Linked DNA regions of Mus musculus: region 1 is linked to region 2. A link is a contact called in public Hi-C data. All regions are on one chromosome and are shown on one strand. Each heading gives the region's core, a stretch centred on a gene start, on an enhancer-like site or on the middle of the called end of the contact. The rest is flanking DNA. Distances are from core to core; before and after follow the strand shown. Region 1 holds the start of Atp11a (ATPase, class VI, type 11A). Region 2 overlaps Gm15348 (predicted gene 15348).

Region 1 (5,721 bases), core at 2,558-5,057, 53 kb after region 2:
TGTCTGAGAATAAATGAGTAAACTGGTATCACCCACAAATACCCCCGAGGTACATTCCAGGGAAGTGTTGCAGAACCTGGCTGCTAGCATGATCCCAGGGGCATCCAGAGTCTGGGACCTCAGTCCACAGAGTTTGTACACAGTCACGGGAACCCTTGGATGAACTTCTGTAGACCGTAAGCTTTTCTTTTCATTGGCAGTGCTTCACGGCCTCCCTTTGTTCTTCCTGCTGAAGAAACGGCAGTCTACGTGTAATTTAATCTTTCCACAATTTGTTGAGAACCTGTACATACAAGATCCCTAGCTGTGCCAGAGTGGGAGATCGATGACTGTAGCCATCCCCAACAAAACCTTCCTCAGCAGCTCAGGGCTCAGCATGCCGTAGCTGCCAGTTTTAGAAAGCCCTGGTGGGGAATGGTTGGGACAGAGAGGGCCATCTCGGGCAAGCATCATTAAAAAGACTTCCCCAAGTGACCATCTTCTACAGGGTTAGACAAACTGCTTTGAGCAAATGAGTACATGGTCTCACTGGTGGCACGAAACTTTAGTGACTCTGAGGGGAGAAGCCATTACCTGCGACTAAAGGAGACTGAAATTAACCAAAGAAAGATAATCCAATAAGAGTTTATTCTGAAGAAGAAGATTCCAGACAAATGGTCTTGTACAGGGCCCAGGAAATAAGATGTCCTCCCATCGGACATGGCTTGCTGTCTTGGGGCAAAGCAGCTGTGGTGGCCAGAGGCTCTCATGGAAATGTGGCTTACTGGTGTTCCTTATGGAGGGAGGCAGAAGCCTATGATCTCAGTTTCTCCAGAAGAGTGTGGCCGAGCGAACGCTCTGGGGCCTCCAAACTCAGCCTTTAGTGGTTCTGTAGTGTTCATTTTGTCTCTTGAGGAACCAAGCCATTGTGTGAAGAAGCCCAGGCTAGCTCACAGAGTAGTAAGAAGCCATCTGAAAAGAATGACCTGCTCTTCCAGTAACCCCCAGTCCCCACCTCAGGGACACTGCACACGTGACTTGAGCTATGACGACATTCCTACCTTGGCAGAGCCTCCAAAAGAATATAGTAGCTTACAGATTTCCAGCCAACACCAGGGAGGGCAGAACAACCTGCCAAGTCTGGGAGAGCTGGCCAGCGCCGGCTCCCTACTGCTTCAATTGCTTGTTACACAGCACTGACTAACAGGCTCACAGAATGAGTTAGAGTTTCTGGTATTTTAACAGAGTCTTAACTTCTTTTTCACGGGTTTAAAGTTAAAGTGCTAACATCTGTTGGTAATGGAAAACCCAACTCACCTGGTATTACATTCACTCTTTACCAAGTTTCTGGTTAGCCTGGGTTAATGGGTCTATGACATCCTAGGCTCCTCTCACTTTGGTCATGCTTCTGTCCCCAGCAAGAATGCGTTCCTCTGGCTACCTCCTCTGGTCCTCTGGTGTCTGAAAAGAGACTGCAAAGCAGTAAGCAGCACCTCCAGACAACAGCATCCATTCTTAAAAGAGAAACACATGCTTTCTTTTTTGTTGGTTTTTTGTTTTTGTTTTTTGTTTGCTTTGAATCCTCCTTTTCTTTTCTTTTCTTTTCTTTTCTTTTCTTTTCTTTTCTTTTCTTTTCTTTTCTTATTAGATATTTTCTTTATTTACATTTTAAATGTTATCCCCTTTCCTGGTTTCCCCTCCGAAAACCCCCTATCCCCTGCCCCCTTCCCCTGCTCACTAACCTGCCCACTCCTACTTCCTGGCCCTGGCCTTCCTCTACACTGGGGCTTAGAACCTTCACAAGACCAAGGGCCTCTCCTCCCATTGATGACTGACTAGGCCATCCTCTGCTTACATAGGCAGCTGGAGCCATGAGTCCCACACCATGCGTTTTCTTTGATTGGTGGTTTAGTCCCAGGGAGCGCTGGGGTTACTGGTTAGTTCATATTGCTGTTCCTCCTATGGGGCTGCAAACCCCTTCAGCTCCTTGGGTCCTTTCTCTAGCTCCTTCATTGGGGACCCTGTGCTCCGTCCAATGGATGGCTGTGAGCATCCACTTCTGTATTTGTCAGGCACTGGCAGAGCCTCTCAGGAGACAGCTATATCAGGCTCCTGTCAGCAGGCTCTTGTTGGCATCCACAACATGTCTGGGGGATCCATCCCATATACAATAAACTCTCGATTTCTTAAAAGCAAGGAAACCTTCCTAAACAGCCTCCAGCATGTTCCTCTATGTGTTAATTAGCAAGTCAGCCACTTGCTAGAATGAATGGTGTCAGCTGGAGGGAGCCAGAGAGTCCTGAGCCCCACAAAGGGTGAAGGCTCAGAGGATGAAGTCACTCACTCCTGTTGCACCACCAGGGAAGTGCTTTGCTCTGTATGAAGAATAAGCTAGACACCAGGGCTCACTCCTGTGTTCCAACACTTCAGAGGCTGAGGCAGGATGTTTGTATAGAGTTTGAGACCAGCCTAGAATGAAGATTCGGTCTCAAAAATCCAAACAAGAAAAAAGAAAGGAAGGAAGGAAATGAAACATTCCTCCAAGTAGAACATTCTCTAAGGATAGATAGGAAGGCTTTATCCTGAGGCACATCTGTGCCAGGAATACCCACTGCAATTGTAATTGGCCAATAGCCTACAATTTGGCCCAGCAGTCATGGTAGGAAAGAGATAGAGCATCAGAGACACATGAACAGCCCAGTCAGGCCCACTGAGGCCAGCAGCTAGTCCCTAGACATAGAGGCCTGCTGTCCTCAAGAGTCCACACCACAGCTAGGAGTACCAATGAGCGCTGACTGCCAACTCCACCAGGCTCACAGCAAGTCCAGGAAGCCCGGAGAGAAAACCCTTTGCCCTGAGGCTGGCTGGGTGTCTGTAGCTGGTGCTCCGTGGTGAGCACTGGTGTAGAACTTAGGTAGAAAACAGGGTAGAAGGCGGTGGTGGCTCAGGAGATCAGTTTAGTCACTGGCACCATTGCCACCAGTGTCTAATCCAAACCATAGCAAAGTCAGATCTCCTCCACACCCTGTCAGAACGCTCTCAAATACATTCCTAATCCTCAGGTCTGGTGCTCCTGATCGGCCACTGCAGATCCCTCGTCTCTGGTTCTACCGTTATCAGAAGCAAAAGCAAGGGATGTGGAACCAGTAAACATTAGCTAGATTACGGCTGGGCTGGAGGTAAGGAAGGTTGTTCAGCCATGTGCCACTTCACACCTAGGCAGCAAAGAACCACCTTCCCTGGGTGCTAGCCATGGTGATACAGTTGTAAGGTAGAAGCAGGAAGCATTTGACAGGGGGCTGGACCACAAGGTAAAACCCAGGACTGTGGAGGGTCTTCCCTGAGGCCTGGTTTCTGGAAGGCAGGACAGAGACTGGGCCCCAGGAGTAGGTAGAGGTAGAGAGTAGTGAGTCATGAGAGCTGGATCAGGACGTGTTTGGTTTGGTCTCCAAGGGAGTCAGTCCCAAAAGGGGTGGTAATGTTCGCTCCCTGTAGCCACCTGAGGATCCTGTGTCTTCTGTCCACGCCACGGCAGGAGGTGTGACCCCCCCCCCCCCCCCGCAGGCCTAGGGACCCAGGCCCATGGCACTCGCCATGGAGTCCTGGGCTCACAGCCAGGCTTCCGTTTTAGAAGAGGAGTGAACGGGGCGGGGGTGGAGAAGGGGTGGATCAGCACCCGACGAGCCACGCGGGGGCGATGACAGCCCCCCCCGCCCCCCCTCCCCCAGTCCCGCAGGGAGGCGGAAGCAACAGGGCGGCGGCGACGCGCTAGGGAGTCGCGGCGCGCGCGGGGCCGGGGCGGGGGCTGCGGCGCGCGCATGCTCACACGCGCCCGTGACGCGCGGGGCGCAGCGGGGCAGAGCCGGCTCCAGAGGCGCGGCGGCCGCGGGAGGAGCAGGCGCGGAGCATCGAGCGCAGGCCGCGTCGGCCCGACGGGAGTAGCGCCGGGCGCAGGCCGCCTCCTCCGAGCCGCCTGCGCGCGGGCCGAGACCCTTGGCCGCCGCCGGCGGGGCATGAGCGCGGAGGGGCCGCGGCCGCCCCCCGCGCCGCCCAGGCCGTGACCGGGCGGGGGGCGGCTGCGCTAGCGCCCGCAGCCCAGGGGCTCGCGGAGCCGGGAGCGATAACCATGGACTGCAGTCTATTGAGGACGCTCGTGCGCAGATACGTGAGTGGCTCTCTGTGATGGGTCCGGGGTCCGGGGTCCGGGTCTGGGTCAGGGTTCAGGCCCGGAACGTCCCGCCGTCGGGTCCCCGCCGCGCTCCACCTGCGCTCGGCCAGGCCCACCCGGAAGGCAGTTGCAGCCGGGTCGATCCCGGGGTCGAGGGACATCCATCCTTATGGGGGTTGCGCTCAGCCCCAGCGGGGCGGGCCGACGCGGGGACCGGGACCGGCTGGGACATATGTACGGGGCTGCGGGGAAGCGGGGAGCCTCCACAGGGGAGTCAGAAGTGAAGTTTGCCATCTCTGAAAGTAGTCAGCCAGGTCCGAGTGCGTAGTTCCCGGCTCCCTTGGATGCTGCTGCGCGGTTAGTGACGGAGTGCCTCACCAGGGGAGACCAGGGAGGTAGGTGGCATCCATCAGCCGGGATGGAGCAAAGTGGGTGTGTGTACAGAAAAGAGAGAATCTGCCCCGGGACAGCTTGTCTTCCCTAAGCTGGACACAAGGACCTATTGTACGGCAGCTGGCGCGGGGTGGTCACAGGTTTGAGGAGCGCGTGCCTTGCCCAGTGCGGGCTGGGTACGGAGGGGACCAGAGCCGGCTCTCTCTAGCTTCTCTGAGTGACACTTGTCCTTGGATGTGGGTTTTTCTGAAGGGGAATTTACCCGGGTTTTTCTTCTTGCTTTTCTGGTTAATTTCCATCCAATTTTGGCCTTCCAGTAAGCAAAGAATGAGACTAGGAAACTGCAGCCCTCCCCACCCCACCCCACCCCACCCCACCCCCGTGGGAAGCGAAAGGAGGAGGGGTGGTCTTCTTGGTCCCTGTAGACAGTCACCTGCCAGCTTCCCAGGGCCACAGGACGAATTTTCCGTCCCTGGTGCTGTCTTTTACTTCCACAGTGCCCTTAGGCAAGCCTTCAGCTATTTTATATTTCCTTATCTAGGTAAAATTTCAAGTTAGTTTCTTTTTGCTGTGCTATTCTACTTTCGAAGTGGTATTTTCTCTCAAATCTAGGCTGCAGATATTCCTTAACGAACTTTGCCACTCTTAATTATTTGATAATGCATCTGGAATGTAAGTTATGGAATGTTATTCCTTCTGCTCATCTCATTTTTGACTGCTCTGCCACAGGCCTTAAACTCGAGTCTAAGCCATGAAATTAATTTGACTTTTCCCCGAAACAGTTATGGCTTGTTTTCTTATTATGTATTTATCTTCCAAGATGTGAGGTTAAATTATATTTTCTTTTATAAGAAGAGAAAAAGAGATTGGATATTCTTATCTCCTGGTTTATTCGACTCATTCTACAGAAATGAGCCTCTCCTCTGTAGCCTGCTGCCTTTCACACAGTCAGAATTCCTGAGAGCAATAAAAGCACCACAGCTCCCTCTAAGGCCATAGGTTGCTAAAGAAGGAGTCATCAGCCCTTGGACAAGAACACTGTCATAGGTATTTTGTCCTGGGTCAGTTCTCGGCAGCGAATACAGGCAGGTAAATGAAAGAGAGAACTCTGTCTTTGAGGCCAGTCCGCCCCATGCTACACGTTGGTCACATAGCTGTGTGAACAGCTCATGCGCTCTTGT
Region 2 (6,379 bases), core at 2,311-4,810:
ACTACTGGGGCCTGGGACATCTAGAACGGTGAATCTTGAGAATAGATTATTGTGGATAATCTGGGTGAACAACAATGGGTTGCCAACTAATTCTGCAATAACTCCAACACTTAAAACAATACAATCATGGGGCAATGGTGGCTCATGCCTTTAATCCCAGGACTCAAAAGCAGGTGGTCTGTGCATTTGAGGGCAGCCTGGTCTTTAAAGTGAGTTCCAGGACAGCTAGAACTGTTCCACGGAGAAACCCTGCCTCTAAAAAAAACAAAAACAAAACAAAACAAAAACAGTATAATCTACTTTTGTCAGTTTATCACTGAAAGCAATTTTCTACTTAAATTATTTTTTTTTAAAAAAGGTATTTGGGAAACCGGGGCTGGCAGTGACACACGACCCAAGTGCACACTACACACTATACTGCCTTTTCTCATGTTTTCCCAGGCATCATCAACCTGAGGGCAACTCTGCGGTAGCTCAGCTGGTAGCGTGCTTGCCTAGCATCCGTGAGGTCCTGGGTTCAATCCCCAGCAGCACACAACCCAGCCACGGTAGCACACACCTTTCCTCTCCATTTGGGCAGTGGAGGCATCAGAAGTTCAAGGTCATCCATCCTTGGCTATAGGCTGAGTTCAAGTTCATTGTGGCCTATATGAGATCCTGTTTACACAGACAGACATACACACAGACACACACACACAAAGAAGCAAACAATGGAACCGCTTGGTGACTCTGAAAGGTAGGGCAGCCTTCACCGGTGAAGAGCAAGAGAACTGCTCCCAGCCTCAGCTGTGGCTGCTCCTTCCTGTGCGGTTCAGGGCTTGCTATTTATATTTCCAAGCATTCTGTGGGGTCTGGAAGCACGAACTCCATCCTGCTCGTGCCCCAGCCCCAGGACGCAGGTAAAGGTCAGCTGAAGCTCAGCATGAAACTCTCCGCTCCCAGAAGCCAGCAGAAACAAAACTCAGTACTGTCATCTAAACCTCCATCGAAAGAGGAGGGGAAGTTCAAGCAGGATGCTGGGATCTGAGACAGGACACTGACCCTGACTGTGACACACTGTGTGCATAGGGCAGGAGGCTGACTAAGCCACTTTGGGAGTCAGTGCTTTGTTTAGTGGAAAGTCAGGCTGTATAAAAACTGTGAGAAACACCCATTTCTCACAGAGGTGGACAAGCAGCTCCATAGAGCTTTAGGAGAGCAGAGACTGGAGCAAATCTCTGTGTGGTGAACAGTAGAGCCAGGCTCTCACTAACGAAGGGCTAGGCACCACTGATGGTGCGGAAATGCTAGAACATAAGGCCATGATGAGGAGAACTCTGTCTTGTCAGAGGAATGTGAGGAGCCAGGACAGCCAAATATAGTGAATTGGCTCAAGTCAGAGAGCCTGGAGGAGCCAGGATAGCCAAGTGTACAGAATAGGCCCTGGCCAGAGAGCCTGAGGAGCCAGGACAGCCAAGTATGGCTGTTTGGCTAGCACTCTAGCACAGAAAAGGGACCTTTCTAGGGAATTGATGAGGTCCAAGTAAAGCCTGGAGTATAAGAGCAGCTATAAGCAACAAAGTAGCCAAGTGTATCTACACTTCAGAATTGACCTCTGTAGGGCTCCAGTGGGCACAGCCACACTGAAGTCAAGCGTCAAACACACGGAGTGCTGCCTATACAGCATAATGCACAGCTCCAGCGCTTGAACTCAGGGAACAAGGAAGTTGCTTGTGAACCAGACAGTCAGTGTGTAGCTACAAGTTCTAGGAACCAGTGAGGAGGAAGTGTGCAGAAGAGGAGTCCCGGGACACTCGGTGCTGTCCTCGGTCCTGCCCTATAGTAAGTGCCCCTGGAGACAATACCTTAGGCTCTCCTAAAGAATACTCCCTAAACTGCTTGCCACAACTTCCGGCTTTCTTGTTGATTCATTGGTCTTCACCCGAACTGTCTTCCCAGCACCCTTGTCTTCATTTCTATCCTCTGACATCCAGGCTGCAAAGCTCTAGTAAATGCATCCCTCAGGGTGGGATTGGTAGACTCATTGCTTGGGCGGGTAGAAGAGTACCCACATTAGCCCGGCAGTTACAGAAAAATAACCTGGGTGGTGAGTTATTTCTCACTCTTGTCAATGTTATGAGGGCTTCAACCTGGTTCATAAGCAGCCACGTTCCCTGTGCATCCTCACATGGAAGAGAGAGGGACTTGGCGATGTGGGTGATGGAGATGCAGATGATAAAGATGGAGCTGGAGGTGGATGCGGATGTGTGAGGTGGAGCTGGGGATGATGGAGATGGTGTAGATATGGATGGAGACGGGCATAGAGTTGGTGCAAGAACAGCCAGCAAGGGTTGCAGAGGGATAAAGACGGGCAGTAAGAGATGGAGCCCAAGATGGAATTGAAAGTGATGGGACAGAGGTAAAGAGACAGAGAGAAAGACAGATTTTAGGAAGGAGTAGTGGTATAGAAATGACAGAGGAGGAGGACTGGAGCCAAGGCTCAGCAGTTTAGAGCATGGACTCTTCTTCCAGAGGACCAGGGTTTAATACCCATACGGCAGCTCACGACCATCTGTAACTACAGTTCTGGGGAATCCAATGCACTCTTCTGTTCCTTACCAGACATACATGTGCTGCACAGATATGTGTGTAGGCAAATACTCATATATATAAAATAACAATTACAAACTCCTCAAAAGGGAATTGATGACAGGTGAAAGGAAGAGAGATGGAGATATGGTTGAGAGATGGTGGGGGTGTGGCCTCTGACAGGGACAAATGATCCCATTATCGGGGCCACATCATCATGATTCGCCTAAACCTGATCACCTCACAAATGCTCTGCCTCCACTGGCTATCACATTAGTTATGAGGTACAAGGTCTCCATCATGGGCTAAAGAGGACACAATTGTGTAGTGGGTGGTGACACTCACTGGCACATAGACACAGCACATGCCACAGCTTCACCAGAGGTGTGCAGGGCAAGGGCAAGCAGTAGCGCATTAGCATCTGGGGCCACTGTGGCTTCTCGCAGAAAGGAGGAAATTGCATTAGGAAAGCGCAATTGCTAAGTTTCAGAAAGCCTAAAAAGGAAAATGTGGGCCAGGATTAGCCAACCTCTGCTCAAGGCCATTGCAAAAGTCAGAAAGTGTGCAAAGAGGGTTTTGCCTACTGCAGCTGCAGGGTAGACTGCATGAGACACTGGGCACCGGAGTCAACAGTGGACAGCAAGTCCACAGTGACAAAGTGTCCAAGTTGACAGACAGCCTCACAAGTATTCACAGCCAGACTACAGCACTAGGTGCCCCTGCGCTCAAACTGAGCAGAGCAGTCCCTCCCTGCTGGAGGCACAGACCACCTTCTGAAGAAAATGAACACGTCAAGACAATTTAAAACAATAAATATTTTAATTTAAACAATTATAAACTTCCTTAAGGGTCTGCACAGTGACTCCAAATAGGACAAAACCTTGGAAGAAAAGAACAACTTCACTGTGGCTTATTTGCTGCATAGCCCATAACAAAGTGCTCCAGTGGGCTGAGAAGAACAGTAGAGCTTCCTTGGTCACTGCCCTGGTCACCGCCACTTACCACGGCACTCACAGAGACAGGTTTCCTCATGCACTCAGCCCGGCACATGTTTCACAGTCTGCTGGCAACCCAAAGCAAAGCATCGGAGCTTTAACCCACAAATCTATGAAGGGTTTATTTTAAACATACACTTTGTAAGAACTTGACTCATTTTCTCTTTGGTTGTTTGTTTGTTTGCTTGCCAGTTTGTTTTTGAGACAGTCTCTCTATGAAGCCCTGGTTGTCTTGGAACTTTCTATACAGATCAAGTTGTTCCCAAACTCTCAGAAATCCCCCTGTCTCTGCCTCCAGAGTGCTGGGTTAAAGGTGGGTGCGGCCACTCCTGGCCTTGTTTAGGGAATAATATAAGAGAGAAATTCAAACCTTTAAGAGATAATCAGAAGCACCGGAAATAACCAGCATTTTGAGGAAGGCGTCCTCTTTCTCTCTGGTTTGTTAACTGTGCACTGTAGTTTGTATACACACAACACCTAAGTCACCAGAGTGAAAGAGATGGGCATGGAGTGTCTGATGTATGCACGGGGCACAGCTCTGTCTACATCTTACAAAGTGCTGCAATTATAACTTTAACATGGTTAAAACAAAACACTCAGAGCACTCAGTCCTCAAATCAACTGCTAAAAAGTTACGATCAGATATAGGTGGAAGACAAGAAAATGGCATAACACAGAATCTCATCCAACAATCAAGAGGAAGACATGGAAGGGGGAGACAGCAGAAAACCCAATCGGAGAATCCTAAATCCATCATGACAAAACCCAACATCAACCCTCTGATTCAAAGATTATCTGAATGGCTTTCCAAAGTGAGGGCCAGCTAGGAGCTGTCCCCAGAGCCGTAGTTTAAGCAGGTGTCATGGTTTGAATATGCTTTGCCCAGGGAGTAGCACTATTTGGAGGTGTGGCCCTGATGGAATAGGTGTGGCCTTGTTGAAGTAGGTGTGGCCTTGTCAGAGTAGGTGTGTCATTATGGGTATGGGCTTTAAGACCCTTATCCTAGCTGCCTGGAAGCCAGTATTCTGCTAGCAGCCTCCGGATGAAGATGTAGAACTCTCAGCTCCGCCTGCACCATGCCTGCCTGGATGCTGCCATGCTCCCACTTTGATGATAATGGTCTGAACCTCTGGACCTGTAAGCCAGCCCCAATTAAATGTTGTCCTTATAAGAGTTGCCTTGGTCATGATGTCTGTTCACAGCAGTAAAACCTTAACTAAGTCAGCAGCTGGAACCCAGTGATGAAGAGAATCTGCCATTCAAACTATCCTCACCAGAAGGCCCCTGTTGGAGCTTTGGTAGACTTCAAGGCAGAGAATTAAAGCAACCAAAGAGAGACACTTCCACAATAACAGAGCAAACAACCATTCATAAAGACAGATCATAAATATGAATTCATCTAGTGACAGAGAACCCAGCACATAGAGCAAATGCTGAGAGAATTAAAGGAACAGACACTTGCATAACAACGAGTGGAAATTGTAACAGCTGGTATCTAAATAGATGGAACAACCAGACGTGAAGAAAGAGGGAGGAGGAGGGGACAAGCCCCAGACTGGGAGAAAATATTTACAAAATATATCTGGAAAAGAGTCATCCAAAATCCACACAGAACTCTTAAAACTTGATGAGAAATTTTTTTTAAAAAACTGGATTTTAAAAATGGGCAAAAGATTTGAGCATCATCAGATGACAGACAGACAGACAGACAGCAAGGACGAGTATGGAGGGGAGATCATGTATCATAGGGATCCACAGATTAAGACATCAGCGAGATGCACACCCATAATGGCAGAAATCTGAACCCCCAATGACAGCAAGTGCCAGTGACAATCCGAGGAACGCTCGTGCCCTGCTCAGGGTGATGATGTTGGTGCAGCCTTTTCAGAAGGACAGTTTGACAGTGGCTTCCCATTGCACCCAGCAGCCACAGCCTTAGCTACTTTCCCAGCTTCTCGGGAAAGCTATGTGCACACAAACAACTGCCACAAATTTCTTTTTAATCATCCCCTGATGTGCAACTCTGTCCTCTGCACATGACAGAGCAACTGTGAACACTCAGCTGATATCCTGGCAAGATCGGACCACCTAGCATCCCCTCAAATGACTGTGGAGGCTGCACAAGGGGACCATGAGGCCCTGACCATCTCCAAGGGCATACAAGGAACTGATAATTGCCATGAAGGGCAACTCTTCTTCAATGGCATAGCTACCTGTAAGTTGCTCATGCCCTTAAGCCACCCTCACTCATGCTCCTGTAAGTAATCCCAGCTACACTCACTGGTTACTGAGACAGGCTTAGGTGAAACCACTTCCTGATCTCTCCTATCAGGTGTGGTTTGTCCCCTCACCCAAGTCCCCAGTGCTGCAGACACAGAGTGGTGCCCTGAAACTCAAGCACAATGCTAAGCACCCAGTATCAGGACAGGTCCCAGGGGCTGAGAGTTAGTCCCCCAAAATACCCATTTCAGATGTCATTCACAGCTCTCTGGGTTGTTTCCAGGTCTGCCAAATTTGACTACAAACAGAGGGCTCCCTGATCCCCATCCCATATCCTCTGACCCCCCCCCCTCCCATTTTAGTTTGCTTCTTTGTAAACATGATCTTAGTTAATGTCCTATTACTGTGAAGAGACACCATGACCACAACAACTCTCACAAATAAAAAGATTTAATTGGGGCTGGCTTACATTTCAGAGGTGTAGTCCATTATCACCATGGTGGGAAACATGGCAACAGACATGGTGCTGGAGGAGTTGAGAGTTCAACATCTGGATCTGCAGGCAGCAGGAAGAGAGAATGAGCCACTGGGCCTGG

What was found. A called contact is a pair of places that touch in the nucleus more often than the background predicts.
Region 1: a contact with region 2 is called in a Hi-C map of neutrophils, with 2.2 times the contacts expected there. The contact joins the promoter of Atp11a here to the enhancer-like site in region 2. A contact is called at or near these places in 2 of 39 promoter capture datasets (liver and neural stem cells), 1 of 15 datasets of contacts at CTCF or cohesin (the NIH/3T3 cell line), 8 of 484 Hi-C or Micro-C datasets (3T3-L1-derived adipocytes, the AML12 cell line, ECoMG-derived neutrophils and 5 more), 3 of 115 datasets of contacts at active chromatin or transcription factors (bone marrow-derived macrophages, embryonic stem cells and kidney) and 1 of 9 other capture datasets (adipose tissue).

The regions. Positions count from the first base shown.
Region 1 is chr8:12,753,209-12,758,929 of GRCm38.p6, forward strand. Atp11a (ATPase, class VI, type 11A) reads left to right here and starts at 3,808. Exons shown (of 30, transcript NM_001293667.1): 1 at 3,808-4,144. The coding sequence starts at 4,106. It overlaps Gm33587 (a long non-coding RNA gene), which reads right to left and starts at 3,688. Exons shown (of 3, transcript XR_378725.3): 1 at 3,479-3,688; 2 at 1,297-1,451; 3 at 615-951.
Region 2 is chr8:12,700,726-12,707,104 of GRCm38.p6, forward strand. Gm15348 (predicted gene 15348) reads right to left here. Exons shown (of 4, transcript NR_033546.1): 4 at 6,219-6,379. Among named protein-coding and RNA genes, the nearest start is that of Gm15348, 15 kb to the right of the region's middle. Within about 2 kb of position 3,561, at least 24 of the 459 cell types and tissues checked have an H3K27ac peak or open chromatin away from gene starts, as enhancers often do. A contact at or near this core is called in ECoMG-derived neutrophils and neutrophils, where this site is marked.